Linked DNA regions of Sus scrofa: regions 1 and 3 are each linked to region 2. Evidence: chromatin contacts called from public HiChIP or PLAC-seq data. All regions are on one chromosome and are shown on one strand. The core of a region is the stretch at or near the end of the contact, and the rest is flanking DNA. Distances in the headings are between cores, read along the strand shown. Region 1 overlaps TNIK (TRAF2 and NCK-interacting protein kinase). Region 2 overlaps TNIK (TRAF2 and NCK-interacting protein kinase). Region 3 overlaps LOC106507999 (a long non-coding RNA gene).

Region 1 (3,703 bases), core at 908-3,407, 160 kb after region 2:
GCCTAACACTGGAGTAGACAAGAGTTGGGATAGCTCTGAAATCCTAGCAGGATATGTAACATGAATATTTCCCTCTGCAGAATATTACTGACCAAATAATCACAATAACCACAAATACTAATTGTTATAGAGCATCACTGAAACAAAATTTCTACCTGGATGATCAAAAGCAATCTGAGGAATAGACTTTATTTTAAATACAATTTTATGCTTTCAACCCTTTTTTGCCAGGTCTATTTTAAATATTTTAATGCCTTTTCTAGAATACAGAGCAAAAATCAGACTTGAAAGGACTCATGGACATCAAAAGCATGTTAATGATTTTCTGTTGTCGTGGGATTTTTCTAAGCTGTCTGTCAGCTGTTCATAAAAGCTGAAAGACAAGAGTCTTCCCTTTGGCCCAGAAATGGATTATTTAATGTAAAGAGAGATAGAATGAATGGGTCACACAAAGGTAATCAAGAAGCAGTATATAAATAAGAAAAATGCAAAGAATGTCTGTAAGTTAGACTTCAATCTGTACCTTCTCTGGTCTAGTTCCTTACCTTTGATAAGTATACATTATATACTACACTGTTAACTATGATACTAATTTCACTATTTTTTATTTATATCACACATTGTGTTGACTTCCTTCCTTTCCTTATTATTTATCAGAATTTCTCTTTAAATTATATGCATTTTAAAATTTATATGCTTTTTTAACAAGTAAAAAATTTTGTTCCCATATGTTTATAAGCACTTGATAACGTAATACTTATATTTGTCATAAATACATTGTTCCAGTCTCAGAGGTTGCAAGCCAGTTCTAATATTTAATCCCAGTTGATTTATTAATTCACCTGGCCTTTACTGAATAAGAAAATCCATGTAGTTTATTTTAATTAGGTTTAGGTTCTGCCACTTGCAAGAGAAAGCTCAAAATAACAGAGGCTTCGGTGTGATGGAGGTGTTAGGCTCTCTGATGCTAAAGGTATCTAGAGTCGACAGCCCAGGAATGTATAGCAGTGATGTGGTGGCATAGGAGGGTGTTTTTATCTGCTCCATCATTCTAACACACAGCTTCCACACTTAAGGTCAGTTCCAAGACTAGAGGTGGTTGTTGGATTTCCATTGATCACATTCTTTGGCAGGCTAGAAAAAGGGGAGTAGGAGGTGGGGAGGGGCGGAGTCGGTGAGGGCAGAAGGGTACAGAAGACAGCCTCTTCCAGTAAAATATTTTCTACTTACGTATAGCATTTCTGCTTACTTATGCTTTCATTGGCTCTATCTAGCCACAAGGGAAACTGGGAAATGTAGTCTCTGATTCTACCAATGTGTCCAGGTAATTGGAGTTCTATTACTAGTCAGGAATGAAGGGAGAATGGATGCTTGTATTGTTTGTTAATTAGTAGGGTCTGACACAAAAAAAGTCAAATCAGATATTATCATTCTCTGCATAGAAACCCATTAGAAATGTGTAAATCTTTTGCAGAGCTCTCACCACAAAACAAGTTAGAATTTATTTTGCAATTCTGCTGAAGTCATACTACTGTATTTTCCTTGGATTGAATAGGATCTCCAATAATGTGATGCACTTGGCAGTTGCACAACTAATGGATATGGATGGCATCCAAGACATTCATGCTGTAAAGTTCTATTATGTGGTCCTGCAGAACTGCAGCTGAGTTCCAGGACATCATTAATCACAGAGCACGAGTGTGCACAAAGCTGTATATTGACGCACAAAGTATGACTTGAAAGCACTGAATATCACTTGTTCTGGTTCTATTTGTGAGACCTAAAATAGCTCAGAGAACCATATACTATTGCTAGACCACCTTCCTTGGAATCATAAAAGTTGCACAGCGATTTATCCCAGTATTTGTATTTTTAGTTTAAGGAGAGTCACTTAGCCTCTCTAAACGGATTCCATAAGGCAACTGAGGCCTAAAGAAAATGATTCAAAGACTATTTTCTCAATTCTCAAGGATGATACAGAGCTAGCATCATTTTCAATGCATAGGAGTGTCAATCCATTGCACACAATGGATGCTTTATAGTATTTAGGCTTAATTCTCTTGAGGAATTTCTGTTGAAAGGGCTGGCTAGTTCCCTGATTTAGGCACATATTGCCCATTACGTAACCACTGACTCTTGACAAAGACAAACATGGATACACATCGGGAAATGGTTTTCTTATTTCCCATGGTGTATGATACATCATCAAATGACTCTTGTATCACCCCTTACATATCACAGTCAACATAAGATTTCCTTTGTGAAACTCATGTGGTATCCTCAGAAAACAATCTATTTCATTCTACCATGTTGTCTTTTGTGTATTATGGAACGCTGCAAAAGCTTCTTACCAATTATTATAATTGTGCTCATTATAGCTGCTCTGAGATGAATTCTCAAAGGTCGGCTTTGTTAATTGTTTGCAGTGATCTTCTGCAAAGTTACTATAGTTTATTGTAATGAAATTGATAAAACTGTAATCTTGAAATCAATTTTTTAATTATTGTTTTTATTCTCTACCACTTCCTTTTTTAAAAGAAAATAGCCATGGATAAAACTAGATATAATGCTTATGTTCTTCAGTTTTTAGAGCTGAGATGCTTCCACATTTGCTAATATTTGCTTCAGAATTAGGCCTTAAACTCAGACTCAGTCTTTGAAGTTCTTTCAGTTTCTGAAATAATTATGAGAATTTCTGCATTTTGTCGCTTTGGGGGATTCCTTCCCAGCTGGATTTGTGTACTCTAATCATCTAAACAAAATTAGACCCTTTAGGGTAATGTTACTCGAAGTGGACGAGCAGCATCTGTGGACTATCAGCACCCCTGGGATGTTCATTAGGAATGCAGATTCCTGGGCTTGCTGAAGAGTCCTGGGTGGAGCCTCAGAGGTTGCCTTTTCTGCTGCTGAAAGAGCTTCATGTGCATCAGAGTTAGAGAACAGTTTTCTAGGGTCTTGTATTTCTTGCTTACTGGTCACTGAGTAGGATGAGACTATGATTCTTTAATAACCCTGCAAATAATCCCCATCTTCATTTGGACAAAAATTCCTGGTGTAAACTAGTCCCTTTACAGTGATACCTTGGACCCCATATAGGACTTAACAACATAATAACTTAGTATGCTAAGCTTCCATCTTTACAATGCCTGGTTGCGATCATATTCCTCAGGACACTCTGAGTTGTGGTACCAAAGCCCCGCTCAGAATGAATAAAGCTGAAAACAGAATTCATTGTCCTGCGTATATTTAAAAAAAAAAAAAAGCTCAGCAGGATCTAGGAAGTCACCTGATTGACTAGGAATTTTATTTCTCTCCAATTCTGGGCTCTGCTTTCTTTCCACTAGCAGCTTCAGGTTCATGTTCTAATTACTCCATTACCCTTAGTCCCAGCAAATGCCAGTCTGAATATCAGTGGCTCAGCTTGGGCCATGTCACCACCCCATAACCAATTCATGTTTCTCTTCAGCCATGTCAGGGTTGGATGCCTGGCCCTGGAACCTACCATAGGGGCTGAGAGTTGGGAAGAAGGATGCCCCAAAGAAAAACCTGAGAGCTGTTAAAGCAAAGGGTAGGAAAGATGCTGGGCAGGTAAAAACGGGAGAAATATATTATTATGAGACCGTATCATTATAGTGGATATATTTAAAACCTATTTAATCATTAAGCAAAGTGCCTCTCTAGGTTATTTTTTATATTCCAGCCC
Region 2 (3,895 bases), core at 753-3,252:
TCAGTTAGGGCTGAAACTGAACAAAACAGCTGCTAAATATGGTTCTAAGAGAAATAACATTTTGGTCTTTTTAAGACCCATAAGTTTAGAGTAAGCACAGTCTTTTGGCAGATGTCAGTAGGGAATCTGGGGGTAGGTAGTCATTTTGGGAGCTATATCAGCCATCCACATTCTGCGGGGGTTTATTTCACCCTGCCACAGAGCTGGTGACCTCAAGTGAAAGATCCGCCAGAGATCGGCCATGTCTTTAAGAGGAGTTTGGGAGAAGGGTTGTCTAGAGTCTGTGCAAACTATTGCTATGATCCCTCACAATTTCTCTCTTGATTTCATCTTCAGAGAAAGGGGAAGGGGCTGGGTAGAATACGTAACATCTTTTATGATGCTGAGCAGGTAGTCGTCTTAGTTGAATACTTAGGTTTGCCTTTTTCAGTATTGGGGATTTAGTCCAGCGATGTTATTTAGTGTTCCAATAAATCCAGTGTCATTCAGGGGACCTGGAAGAATTAAAGTATAACTCAGTGACTGAGAATATTAACTCCTAGATCTTAAATCACTCCACCCTGCTGAGAAGTCAGACTTGAGCCTGCTGATGCCACCTGAATTTCATCAGCTGAGAGACAGAATTTATTCCAGCATCCCAGGAACCCAAAGAAATTAATGTGTCTTCCAAGTTGTGTCACTAATTTCTAAAGAGACACTTGTTTGTCCACAAATATCTGACCCTGATTGTTAAGTGTGTGGTGATCTTGGTTGACAAACACTAGGTTTTTCTTTTGCTGGCTTTATTAGTTGAAAATAGATGAAATATAGACTGAGTTGTCTATTAAATGAACTCTTTCCCAGGGAAAAAGAAAAGGAAGGAAAGAAGTTAGTATTTGTTGGCCCTGAGCTAGACTGGACACTTTCACAGTCTTCACAGTAACCCTGTCTGGGAGATAATATAGTCCCCGTTTTAAAGATGAAGAAGTTGAGACTTAGGGTAGTTTTGAAAATTTGCCCAAGGCTGGAGAGCTAGCAAGTGGTAAATCAAGGGCCGGGAATGCGGATTCCATGAAGCAGATGAGGTAGTGAGTGGTTAAGAACCCAGGGTTTGGAATCTGACCCACCACCCATCCTGGCTCAGCCACCCCTCAGTGGTGTGATTCTGACTTGGAGCTTACTCTCTCTGGGCCTCAGTTTCCTCCACAGTAAAATGAAGACCACAATAACATCCACTTGATAGAACTATGATCATTAAATAACCTATTCATGGAAAATGCTTAGACTAGTGCCTGGCACATTAAAGGATCATGAAATGTCAGAGATTATTGTGTTTTTATTATTACGACTAACCAAATTTGCCTTCATCAGGACTTGCTGAGAAGTTACATTTTCTTTCATGGAACAGCTTGTCTTTTGATACGTCGTTATATTTCATTATGAAATAATGTAAACTACTCTACCTTAGAATTAAATTTTCTTTTCAGCCTCCCAGCAAAGGTTAAGATCTGAATAAAGGCATGTGTAGCCAACAGGGATTTCTGACTTTGGTAAATGTCAATGATTTGCTCTTTTCTCCTTGGTGTATGTAACCTTCTTCCATGCTGCCCGTCCTGGCTTTACGAGCCACTAAGCAAACATGAGAGGAGAATTAAGCTGATTCTTGTCTCTTAGCTTTCCTGTCTTTGTAACATGATTATTAAGCATAGAGTCTTCTCCTTTTTGCATTGCACATGGTCACATCCTGACAGCCTGTCTTCTCCACGCACCTGCGGCACATCTTACACCAACGGGTTTTATGAATTTTCTTTAGAGCTGAGAATACTGTAGCAGCTTATGCCTGTGACAAGTTTTGTACAGTTGGGAGACGAGTTGGGGGGTGCAGAAGGGGCAGTGGCCGGGACAGCTTTGTCTAGATTGAAAAAGAAATGACATAAGCTTGTTAGACCTTTGGCTCTACATTCTGATCCCCTCCCGCTCCTTTTTTTGCAACTTCCTCTACATATGCTGTGGAGCACTGGAAGTGGGATGTCAACCTCATTGAGTAAATAGTTATGTCTAGCAGTTACGTGTCGGACACCATGATAAGTGCTGGAAAACACTGAGATAAATATGCTCCAGTGCTTGCTCTCGAGCCATTTATAATTCATCAGGGGAGAGAAATGGAAGGGCAAATAGTGTTGTGTGAAAGCAGTTATCATAGAGCCACGCACAACATGCTCTGGGTGCACTGAGGTGGGGCACTGATTTGAGGAAGGCTGCACAGAGAAGGTGTCACCCTGGACCTTCACGGATGGGCTTACCTCATAGAGAATGGTAGAAGGAAGAATCTCTGTGGCAGACCTTATGAACTAAAGGAGAAAGCCATGGCCAAGTGTGATGTATCAGGCAAGTGAGGTTTAAGGTGGTTGGTTTTAGCACACAGCGATGGAAGATGACGCTGGGACTGAAGGCTGAGCCTAAAAATGACAGGACCTTGACTTTGAATTCGAACCACATTGGATGGGATTTTAAAGCGTGGCGTGTTGTGTTGAGAAATGTCTATTTCAGAAATGTTGTGTTTAGAAAGATCCATTAGAAGGATGGATTGAAAGGAGGAGAGAATTGATTGGAAGTAAACAATCCCAGCAAGAGATTGGAGGCGGGTATATTGTATGAACAGTGTGGAGTAAGTGCATATGGTGGACTTTGAGAGAGAAAAATCACTAGTTCTTAGGGAACAAGATGGGGATGGAAGCTTGGGCTCAGCCAACTTTTAAGATATGGGCAGAAGAAACAATCTCTATGAGAAGCTGAGTGGTATGATGGAAGACAAAGGAGAGGTCGGTTTCAACAAGCATCACAGTGCTCAGCAGTGTAAATGCCTCAAAGGGAATAGCCAGGACAGGTTGAGAAGAGAACATTAGAAACAAAGAGATTGAGGTCATTGGTGAGCCATGGGAGAAATTAGAGTCCTGCAAGAATGGAGAACACAGCTGAGTGCTAGCAGTGTTCTAGCTTTGTCACTGTTCCCCAAGAAAGTCACATGTACATGCATTTGTGTAAGAGAACATTCACAAACATCCAACTCTCTAGGTGCTCGGTTAGAGGGATAGTGGAGAGGGAAGCTTAGAGCCGGGACTAAGCTCAAATGTCCCAAAACAATTTCTGCCTTGTGCTTTGTAGGATCTCAGATAGCCCCCCTTTGGAAACACCATGAAGCTGGTTGTGCCATTTTGTCTTACTACTGTCAGTATATTATGGAAGGTAGATGCTTAGAGACTTCTCTTCCGGTTCTAGGTGGGTGCTCATTTCTAGCCGCAATGCTTGTGGATGCTGTGATGGGTCACCCAGATTCCCTCTCCACTATTGAGGCACCTGTTGTCTACCTGCTTGGAGACAGGTGGCTAGCAATGGTTCTCACCTGGGAATTGTCCTCAGTTGAAGAGTGTCACTTCACCCAATATCATAGCTTCTGGGATGAGGCCAAGTAACAGCCTGCATGCAAAGACTAGTCAATGGAGGTGGGGTACTGAGGCCCCCTTGCCTCAGGGGAGGGTAATTTTGAAGAGTGAGTCATTCCCAAACCAGAGCTCCTTTAGCAGCAGATGAAGTCTCTATTCTGCTGCATTGTGTTGACCTTCTCCATCTGTTCAGTCTGGCCTTTCTTCCCTCATTCCCTGCTGGTGTTGATTCCGAGGCACACCCCAATTAACCCTCTGTGTAAATCTCAGCTATTCTCAGAGTCTGTCTCCCGGGGAACCACCCTAATTTGATGATTATTTCCAGTTTGGTTGCCTACCCAAGGCGGGTTGCCAGTCAGACTCTGCAGTCCTGCTGACCTTTGCTTCCGAGCCCCTTGGATGTGTCCCCTGCAAAGAGCCTCTCTCCCCGCAGTTGGAACGGAAGTCTTGGCATTGAGCCTTGGCTCCAACTG
Region 3 (3,627 bases), core at 60-2,559, 160 kb before region 2:
CCCTCCCTCAGTGGAAACAAAATTGCTTTTAAAATACAACACCATAGTAGCTCTTTTTAAAAATCCCAAACACAATTCCAAAAGTTCTTAAGAAATTAAAAAGTCAACCCCAAAAATAAATTCTAATTTGAACTACAGACATTGGGTGATTATATCATGTCAATGTAGGTTCATAAATTATAGCCAATGCACTTCTCTTGTGGAAGTGTTGATAACATGTGGGGGCAGAGGGTTTATGGAAAATCTTTGTACCTTCACCTAAAGTTTGCTGTGAATCTAAAACTTATCTAAAATACAGTCTTGTTTTTAATTGAAGTATCATTGATTTACAATGTTGTGTTAGTTTCAGGTATATAGCAAAATGATTGAGTTATACATATATATCTATTCTTTTTCAAATTCCTTTCCATCATAGGTTATTAGAAGATATTGAATATAGTTCCCTGTGCTATACAGTAAGTCCTTGACATTTATCTAATTTATATAACAGTAGTATGTATCTGCTAATCCCAAACTCCTAATTTATCCCTCCCCTTTTCCCTTTTCCTAACCATAAGTTTGTTTTCTATGTCTGTGAGTCTATTTCTGTTTTGTAAATAAGTTCATTTGTATCATTTTTTTAAGATTCTACAGATAAGTGATATCATATCATATTTGTCTTGTCTGACTTAATTTCACTTAGCGTGATGATCTCTAGGTCCATCCATGTTGCTGCAAATGGCATTATTTCATTCTTTTTACATCAAAAAAAAAAAAGTCTTTTAAAAAGTCTGACAGAAATGCTCTAATTGTGTTTGTGAAAGAAGGAATCACTGCATTTTGTGCCAGGAGGAGAGCAGGCCAGCTGGGCCAGGGCAGCTGTGGCTCTTCGGGGCTGGAGCTGGGGAGATAGCTTTGTGTTTTGTGAAAGGCAGCCAGAGGACTAGAATGGGTACCAGCTGGGGACCGGACTCTGATAGCACCTAGTGAGACATATTCTGTTGCTCTTCCCACACAGTTCAGATGCAGGTGAACTCCTGGGAAAGAGCCTCCAGGTTAGACTCTTGTTACAGGAAGTGCCCAGTGAAGTGCCCAGTACTCTTGCCCATGATCATGGTGAGGTGAACTATGGTTTTTTCTTTTTAAGAAAACACCCTGAAGTGGGACTGAGTAGCAATCTTATAGGAGTAGGCTGTTGATGGCAGGGGAGGGGTGCTGACAGTTTACTGCCCTGCCTTGGTAATCAGACAAGCCTGGTTTGAAATCTTAATCTCATCACCTGGCTAACTGACCTTGGGCAAGTTACCTAACTTCTGACCCTTAGCTTCTCATCTGTCAAGTGATAAAAATAGGACCTGACTCAAGGGCTGATGTGGGCTCTAGGGAAAGAGTGTGTATATAAGGCACTTTATAATGCTTGGTTAACAATGGCTAATTTTTTTTATTTATTTTTTTTGAATCAGAGACTCTAACTCTTTCCACCCTTTGCTTTTGTCCTTCAGAACAGAAAGGAAAAATTTCTGCCTGTTACTTCCAATTCCTGACATTTCATTAGCTTCCACAGCAGATTTCCTAGTGGAGATTTTCTTCCTTGTTCTCACAAAGATCCAGGATTAAATTGGGGAAGGGTTAGTGATGAAATTGTTCTTCTTTTCTAAAGGTCAGAAGCTAAGTTCATGTTTCTCTTACTGGTTTCTCTCTGACTCATCCCAGTGCCTAAAGCAAATTCTATATTTCCGGTCTCATTTTATTTGTCAGAAAAATGGGCTTTATTTAATGATTTTCTCTCCTTGCCTTTCTGTTTGGGGACATTCTATAAACTGCATGTGAATGTTTTGCTTCCAATTCCCTCTTTCAGGAGATGTTTTAGATTCCTTTCCAGTAAAATAAGAAATGGGGGAGGTGTTTCTCCAGTAGTGGCATCAGAGAACAATAACACACAGCCATGCTTCTCAGCTTGGTGTGATTTTGCCCCAGGGGACTTTTGGCTATGTCTGGGGACATTTTGGGTTGTCTCACAACTGGGGGCCCCAGTTGCTACTGGATGTTGGGGGGTAGAGGCCAGAGATGCTGCTAACCATCCTACAATGCACAGGATAGCACACCACGAAGAATCATCTGGCCCAAATGCCAATAGTACCAAAGTTGAGAACCCTTTCCATCGAAGTCTCTATATGTTAACTTTTTCTTTTTACACTGCCATCCTTGAACTCAGTTTTCTTTACCTCCCTAATCAAACCTCCTTCCCTCTCTCCTACCCATCTTGCTATTCCTTCCCCTTCTAGAACTAAGTCTTTTTTCATTCTCTCTCTCTCTTTTTTTCTTTTTTGGCTGCACCAGGGCATATTGAAGTTCCCAGGCCAGTGATCAAATCCCTTTCTGGGACCTACACCACAGCTGCAGCAATGCCAGATCCTTAACGCACTGCACTGGGCCAGGGATCGAACCTGCGCCTCCACAGAGACAAGCCAGATCATTAATCCACTGCACTATACCGGCAACTCTCTATCTTCTGCCCTATCGTTGTTTGCTGCTTCCTAATCCTCCAAAGCTCCCAGTCCTTGGGCAGTATTTATAAAGTTGCTTTTCCACCTTGGTCACTAATTCACTATGTGCCCTTGCACGTCATTCCACTTCTATGGGTCTCAGCTACCTCCCTGTACATAGACACAGGACTGAATGACCTAAGGCTCCAATCTGTGACCAACAATTGTCTTGCTATTTCAAAAGCCTAATAGTCTTACTAGAAAATCTTAGTGTGAGAGAGGGTCCGTATTTAAAAAAAAGAAAAAATCAGTTTCAGTTTACTGGTATATAGTAAGAAAGAAAAATATGTTTATGCCAGTATGTTAATATAAGGAAAATTCAATCCTATGAAGGCAACTGGGGTAAGATAAAATCTGTGGGCAAATCGAATGAATTAAAAAGATTTATTGCAGCATTATTCGTAAGAGTAAAAAGTTGTAAATACACAGAGCCAACAATTGGGGATGAGACAAAGAAGCATGGTGTGTTTATATGATAAAATAATTATTATGAAGTTTTTAATAACTTGGAAAATGCTTAAATGCAGGTAACAAAATTATATATAGTTTATACTCATATTTCGTGAAAGAGAATGTTTCTTAGAATTAAAAATATTTTTTTGGCCATGCCCTCAGCACACGAAAGTTCTTGGGCAAGGGATCTAATCTGTGTCACAGCAGTGACCTGAGCTGCTGCAGAGTCACTGCAAGAACAATGCCAGAACCTTAACTTGCTGAGCCACCAGGGAACTCCTAAAGTGAAATTTTTTAATTAAATTATTTTGCCTTTTCTTACTTTAAAGGCAATATATGCCTACTTGTAAATAAGTTCAAAAACTCGGATAGGAAAAAAGGGGGGAATTTTTCTATAATTTGACCACCAGAGTTAACTCCTGAGACATCTTTCCAGTCTTTTTTAATTCTATTTTTAAAATAATAATAGGGTTATACTCTTTTTATAACCTCCTTTGCTTGTCACTACACAGTTATCTGCAGTCATTTATTTTTGTTGCATAGCATTCCTTTGTATCTGTACTGTATCTATTGGGCAAATGTAAATACATTTTTTTTAAAAATAAAGAGTGTCAGTTCAGTCAGAGACCCATTGGAACTGAATGACTGA

The links. HiChIP or PLAC-seq counts read pairs in DNA pulled down with a chosen protein or histone mark.
Region 1: an H3K27ac HiChIP or PLAC-seq map of alveolar macrophages shows a contact between it and region 2. The contact joins two enhancer-like sites. A contact is called at or near these places in 1 of 47 Hi-C or Micro-C datasets (fibroblasts) and 2 of 2 datasets of contacts at active chromatin or transcription factors (alveolar macrophages and skeletal muscle).
Region 3: an H3K27ac HiChIP or PLAC-seq map of alveolar macrophages shows a contact between it and region 2. The contact joins two enhancer-like sites. A contact is called at or near these places in 1 of 47 Hi-C or Micro-C datasets (skeletal muscle) and 1 of 2 datasets of contacts at active chromatin or transcription factors (alveolar macrophages).

The regions. Positions count from the first base shown.
Region 1 is chr13:109,813,240-109,816,942 of Sscrofa11.1, reverse strand. All of the region lies in intron 3 of TNIK (TRAF2 and NCK-interacting protein kinase), which reads left to right. Among named protein-coding and RNA genes, the nearest start is that of SLC2A2, 200 kb to the right of the region's middle. Within about 2 kb of position 2,157, at least 6 of the 83 cell types and tissues checked have an H3K27ac peak or open chromatin away from gene starts, as enhancers often do. A contact at or near this core is called in alveolar macrophages, where this site is marked.
Region 2 is chr13:109,969,813-109,973,707 of Sscrofa11.1, reverse strand. All of the region lies in intron 1 of TNIK (TRAF2 and NCK-interacting protein kinase), which reads left to right. Among named protein-coding and RNA genes, the nearest start is that of TNIK, 81 kb to the left of the region's middle. Within about 2 kb of position 2,002, at least 2 of the 83 cell types and tissues checked have an H3K27ac peak or open chromatin away from gene starts, as enhancers often do. A contact at or near this core is called in alveolar macrophages, where this site is marked.
Region 3 is chr13:110,126,238-110,129,864 of Sscrofa11.1, reverse strand. All of the region lies in intron 5 of LOC106507999 (a long non-coding RNA gene), which reads right to left. Among named protein-coding and RNA genes, the nearest start is that of TNIK, 76 kb to the right of the region's middle. Within about 2 kb of position 1,309, at least 10 of the 83 cell types and tissues checked have an H3K27ac peak or open chromatin away from gene starts, as enhancers often do. A contact at or near this core is called in alveolar macrophages, where this site is marked.